Linked DNA regions of Callithrix jacchus: region 2 is linked to region 1. A link is a contact called in public Hi-C data. All regions are on one chromosome and are shown on one strand. The core of a region is the stretch at or near the end of the contact, and the rest is flanking DNA. Distances in the headings are between cores, read along the strand shown. Region 1 overlaps SPTB (spectrin beta, erythrocytic). Region 2 holds the start of SPTB (spectrin beta, erythrocytic).

Region 1 (2,981 bases), core at 95-2,594:
GGAAGTGAATCGGGAACTGCTCTGAGAACTCTCTTAGCAGGGCTGCGGTGACGCCATGCATGACATCCCTAAAAGGGATTGGTGCTCCTAATCGCCTTTGCTGGGGCTCACTGTCTGGGATAAGCATACCTTGCCGGCCTCCAAGCCCCAAGGCTACATCCAGGCTGGAGTGCAGAGGGGACCCTGGGATGCCAGGCCACTCCAGAAAGCAGCTGCTGGGTGCTCCTCCTTATCAGCCTTCTCATCAGGAAATCAGGGAAAGCTCTCTTCCCCAAGGGCACCTCATAGATGCCATTCTTTCGCGTGGCCTTCCAGCACTGCCTGTGCAGCCAGCTGCCCTGGAGAAAGGGACTGAACATCTTCTTAGGGCTAAACATGGGAGCTGAGACTCCTAGTCCCTTGCCTCTCCATTTCCACAGAATTAAAGGTTTATGTGGCTTCAGGGAAGTAACAGCACTCCGAATGTCAGGGCAAGTGCCGAGGGCCTGAGCAGGCACTGGACTTGCAGCCAGGACCACCTCTTGGCCGGTGTCTGGCTGGCTCCAGCTGCTGTTCCCCCTTGGCAACCTGGGCACCTCCCCCAGCAGCAGCCTCCCTGGCAGGCAGCCGGGAGCTTTCATCAGCGGCCAGTGGGCGGGGCTCTGATGTCCTTGGATGGAAGGGATGTGGGTGTGGAGACAGCAGCTGTGTTTCTTCTCGCCTGAACAAGCTCTCCCAGTCTTCCTGCTACTCTTTCAGACATTTTGTGGCGAATGCAAATCCTATGCTTGTTAATGGGCAGACCCAGCTGGAAACAACGTCACTTTTCCCCAAAACCTGGGCGTGTCCCTGTCTACCCTGGATGCCTGAGTCAGCGTGGCAGGGGTGTGTCTGCCTGCACACTGGCACTGCGCCTGGCTCCCTAGAGAAACCTGCTGTAGGCTCTGTCTGGACACCTGCCTGTTGCTGGCCATGTCCCTTTCTCTTTGTTGTGGTCAGATTGAATATTCCTGGCCCCTCTGCTCTGAAGACTCTTTCTGAGTTCTCCCTTTCAAGCTGTGTTTCAGAACATCCTAGACACTGATGGCCTCCAGATGAGACTCAGTTAACATTGGAGGCATCTCAGAAATGGATTTGAAGTGGATGACGTGACCACTGGGTGGCAGATCTGGATGGGGGAGTCAGCATCTTCTAACTCTCTCTATCTAGTCTTTCTAATGCTGAGTGGCTGGCTCAGGGCCACCGAGTGACTAAGCAGCCAGCAGTTCCTCCAGGCCAGGGACCTGAAGAGGCCACAAAGGTGGTGGGCACAGTGAAGACAGCTCCCGAGCAAGCTTCCTTCTCTTCTCATGCCCTGGTGACAGTGGACCAGGTTTCTCCTTTCCGTCCGAGGGGACCCTGCACACTGCCATTCCCCTTCCCTTCCATTCACTTTACCGGGTGGCCTTCTGCCCTGCATCCTTTCCTGTTGTCTTGCCCGCTCCCCTAGTTGCCGTCTCGGACAGACAGCTGGACTCTGGGGTGCAGTGTTGTACTGCACTGCTCCCCTACTCCACTTCTCATAAGAGCCCCTCCCCATCCCTCAGCCTTCAATCCAGGGCACTGCTCACCATGCATTCCCAGCCTCAGCTCCCCGCCCTGCTCTTTCCTCCTGTTCAGCAACAGCCTCTGCTTTCTCCTTTAAGGCATCTGTCTCTGCCTAGCTTAAGTTGCCATCTCTTCATCTCTTTGGCTGCCCTCAGCTCAACAAACTGTTTATTTTTCTTCTCTTGCAAACAACTGTCTTCTGAACAGCCTTTCCAACCTACCCAGTGACAGCCCTTCTCACCAAGAGGACAAGAGCTCAGACATCCGACATCGGGAGAGGGCAACACTTGGCTGCCAGAATGGCCAGCTCCTGGCACCCCACAGTCACCAGCACTCTTTGTTTGCCTGACGCATCCAGTTTTGGGGTCTTGTCTGGTCTCAAGCCCCTCTTCCAGCTCTGACATGATTGTGCTGCCTCTGTCAATCAGCCATGTTTTTCACATAAGCCAGGATCATCTCATTTAGACTAAACTGCATCGGACAGGTGCTTTCCTCTGGAGTGAGGACACAAGTCTCCCCTCTTGCAGCAGGATTTAGTAAGAACACAGAGGCGGGGCATGGTGGCTCACACTTGTAATCCCAGCACTTTGGGAGGGCAGATCACAAGATCACGAGTTCGAGACCAGCCTGTCCAATATGGTGAAACCCCATTTCTACTAAAAAATACAAAAATCAGCCGGGCATGGTGGTTCGTGCCTATGGTGACCCTGTGGTCCCGAGCCAGGTTGTGTTTCTCCCGGGAGCCTGGGGAGTTTGTCGTCTGTGTGCAGTCCCCTGTGCACTTTGGAGGCCAATGCAGGCTGATCGCCTGAGGTCGGGAGTTCCAGACTAGCCTGACCAACATGGAGAAATCCTGTCTCTACTAAAAATACAAAAATTAGCTGGGTGTGGTGGCGCATGCCTGTAGTCCCAGCTACTCAGGAGACTGAAACAGGAGAAATGCTTGAACCCAGGAGGTGGAGGTTGCGGTAAGCCAAGATCACGCCACTGCACTCCAGCCTGGACAGAAGAACGAAACTCCATCTCAAAAAGAAAAAAAAAAGCCAGGCGTGGTGGTGGGCACCTGTAGTCCCAGCTACTCAGGAGACTGAGACAGGAGAATCACTTGAACCCAGGAGGCAGAGGTTGCAGTGGGCTGAGATTGTGCCACTGCACTCCAGCCTGGGCGACAGAGTGAGATTCTGTCTCAAAAAACAAAAAAGCACAGAGTGTGGGGCCAGATGGACTGCATCCTCAACTTTCCTCACTAATGTGTGGCTACGGATGGGTCATTCATTCTCTATGACCCCCAGTTTCCCTCATCTGTAACACAGGGTTAGTAACAGTACCTGCCTTGCAGAGAGGCTGGGAGGATTGAAAGAGACAATGTAGATAGAGCAGCTGGCACCTAGTAGATGATCATTTAAGTCCCTTCT
Region 2 (2,728 bases), core at 157-2,656, 120 kb before region 1:
TGCCGTGGCTCACGCCTGTAATCCTAGCACTTTGGGAGGCCGAGGTGGGTGGATGACCTGAGGTCAGGAGTTCAAGACCAGCCTGGCCATCATGGTGAAACCCCATCTAAAAAAAGAAAAAAGAAAGAAAGAAAAAAAAAAAAGGAAGTGGGACTGCAGCAGGAAGCGAAGTATCTTTGCATATGTTCAATATATAAACTAAACTCGAACATCTGGCAATTAAACACCCCTTTCCTGGGTGAATTCCTGAAAACAGCACAATTATACTCCCAAGCAAATAACTCAGGAGTAATACTGTTCCCTTGTTAAGAACACCAGGCAGCATCAGTAAAAGTTAAAACTTCTTTCTGCATCTATGCGCTTTTAATCTCGATGGTAATTTCCGTAATACCTGAGATTGCCTGTGTTGATAGCTGGTGAGAAATCATCCCAGGCACCGCAGGTGGAGAAAAGAGATGAAAGCTACCACAAGACGTACAGGTAAACCTTACTGAACAATGACCTTGTATCGTTAGAAAGTCAAGAAAATAGACTGCCTTGCAAGCTGCCCATGTTCTGTGAGTCTGTCTCCGGGGGCTCCTCGGAGATGCCTTTTCTCTTTGACACCATCGGTTCTAGTATTTCCTCTGGCCTGCTGCGCTGTACCTCATCCAGGCTTGCAGTGAGGCACCCCCACTCGCCCAGACACCCCGGCCGGCCAGGAGGTGCCAGTGGGCAGGTGTGGCAGCCTGCCTGTTGAGTACAGTCCCTGCAATGTGAGAGCGCCTTGGAACTGCGGGCTGCGCGCCGCCAGCTTTGCCTGGTTCGTCCTAACTACACTAGGTCTGCGGGCAGAAACGGCTACACCGAGCTCGGACTGGGGGTGGGGGCTTAGGGCCAAGTGCCCGCCCCCTGCCCTCCCAGCGTCTGCTCTCACAGCCAGAGGGAAAAAGCCCGCCCGGGAGCGCGCTTTCTAATGCACCAGCCCCCGGGAACAATCTGTTCCTCCCAAACCCGCGACGGCGGGGGAGCAGCGTCCGGATGCCCGCCGCGCCCACCCTACGGCCTAAGAGTGTCTTTTCGTGTATTTAAAAAACCCAACTGTGTGCAGTGGGGATGCAGGGCGGGAAAGGCTGGAGGGCTGGTTTTCGCCACTAGGCTCGCCGCTCGGGGCGCACGAATTAGGCCCGAGCTACGGAGTCCAACCCTTTTCTCGCCGCAGGGGGCTCGGGGAGGCGCGGGGTTAAGGGAGGTGAGCGACGATGGAGGCTCCCCGGGCTCAGCGGCGGGCGGGGAGGCAGAGGCGGGATCCAGGAGTCGGGCTAAGGCCCGGCAGGTGCCCCCCGGCGCGGAGGCTGATTGGCAGGTGCGGGAGTGGGTGGAGAAGGCGGGGGCTGGGCCTGGCGCTGCGGGAGGCTGCGGCCCCGCCTCCCCGCCCCCGCCGCGGGACTATCTGGTCCCGGCAGCAGCGATGTCCCCCAGCAGGAATGTCCCTCCTCAGATAATGTTATTTATATCTCTGGGCGGGTCCGCGGCTCGGCAGCACCAGGCGCCCGGCGGCCGCTGTGCCAGGAGCCCCGCGCTGCCCTCCTCCCCCTGCGCCGCCGCCGCCGCCCCCGGGCTCGAGGTGGCCGCCACTTCAGTCCCAGCGCAGGTGAGTCCTAGGAGGGCCTGGCGACAGAGGGAACTGGGTGCGGGTGCGCAGGGCTGGGACGCGCGGCGTCAGCGCAGAGGAGCGCTGGGCCCGGGGGGCTCGTGTACCAGGCGTGAGGTGGGAGGGGTGCGGGGCCCGGGAGGCCCGGCAGCTGCGGCAAAGATCACCCCGGGACACGGGAACGCGCGCAGGCTTCCGAGGCACTTGGTGCTAGCTTTGGAGAGCCGGATCCCGGAGAGTCCGTCACCCCAGGGCGCAGGGATAGAGTGATGGGGTTCGGGTTCTCGTTCGCCTCCTCCAGGACCCCAGCCTGGGAGCGAAGGGGATTTTGCGCCTCTAGCCTGTCCGACCGCCGCGCTGCTGTCTGCCTTTTTCTGTCTGGCTTTCTCAGCTCTGGGGCCGCTCATATCCCTTTTCTGGGGAACTTGGCTGAGCGCTTCCCAGGCCGCCCAGCGCCCAGGCAGAAGGGACAGGTCAGGGCAGCGGAGGGGGCTGGGCCTCAGGGCGCTGGGAACCACGCGGAGAGTGACCCCGTGTAGACCGAGGGAGGAAAGATCCTAGCCCCAGGCGGTACTTCAAGGACCTCCAGCCTTCCTCTCCTAAAGAGTTAGTTCCTCTCCTCCTCTAAGCTTCTCCAGCCTTCTCTACCTTCACCCTCCTCTCCAGTTTCCCCTCTTCCTCTAACCTGGTCTTGAGAAATAGCAGAAAGTGGGAGAAATAACAGAAGCTGTGAAACAATTCCCAACTCCCACCAACTCATCCATACTTCCCAGGCTGGGAAAGCAGCTGCGGGGCTGGAGTACTGTTTCCCTGACAACGAGCTTCAGGTAGGGCCTTGAGTTATAGCCTATTAATATCCAAACCACTGTTTTCAATGAGCAATTAGAGTTGCCAGGAGTAAGGAAAATGAAAAGAAGCCACTGTTTTTGTAAATTTAAATTTTAGATACATCAGATTGGGGGACGGAGAGAATATAGTGACAGTCTTTTTGTACTGAGAATTTCTATGGGGAGAGACTAGGCTGTCACCTCCAGGTAGGAGGCAGTCATGCAAAACCCCTGCCTGGAGATAGTCACGATCCGATCCGTATTTCAG

Evidence for each region. A called contact is a pair of places that touch in the nucleus more often than the background predicts.
Region 2: a contact with region 1 is called in a Hi-C map of skeletal muscle, with 3 times the contacts expected there. The contact joins the promoter of SPTB here to the enhancer-like site in region 1. A contact is called at or near these places in 2 of 3 Hi-C or Micro-C datasets (both in skeletal muscle).

The regions. Positions count from the first base shown.
Region 1 is chr8:99,428,659-99,431,639 of calJac240_pri, reverse strand. All of the region lies in intron 33 of SPTB (spectrin beta, erythrocytic), which reads left to right. Among named protein-coding and RNA genes, the nearest start is that of PLEKHG3, 60 kb to the right of the region's middle. Within about 2 kb of position 1,344, at least 9 of the 16 cell types and tissues checked have an H3K27ac peak or open chromatin away from gene starts, as enhancers often do. A contact at or near this core is called in skeletal muscle, where this site is marked.
Region 2 is chr8:99,550,791-99,553,518 of calJac240_pri, reverse strand. SPTB (spectrin beta, erythrocytic) reads left to right here and starts at 1,406. Exons shown (of 37, transcript XM_078335109.1): 1 at 1,406-1,633.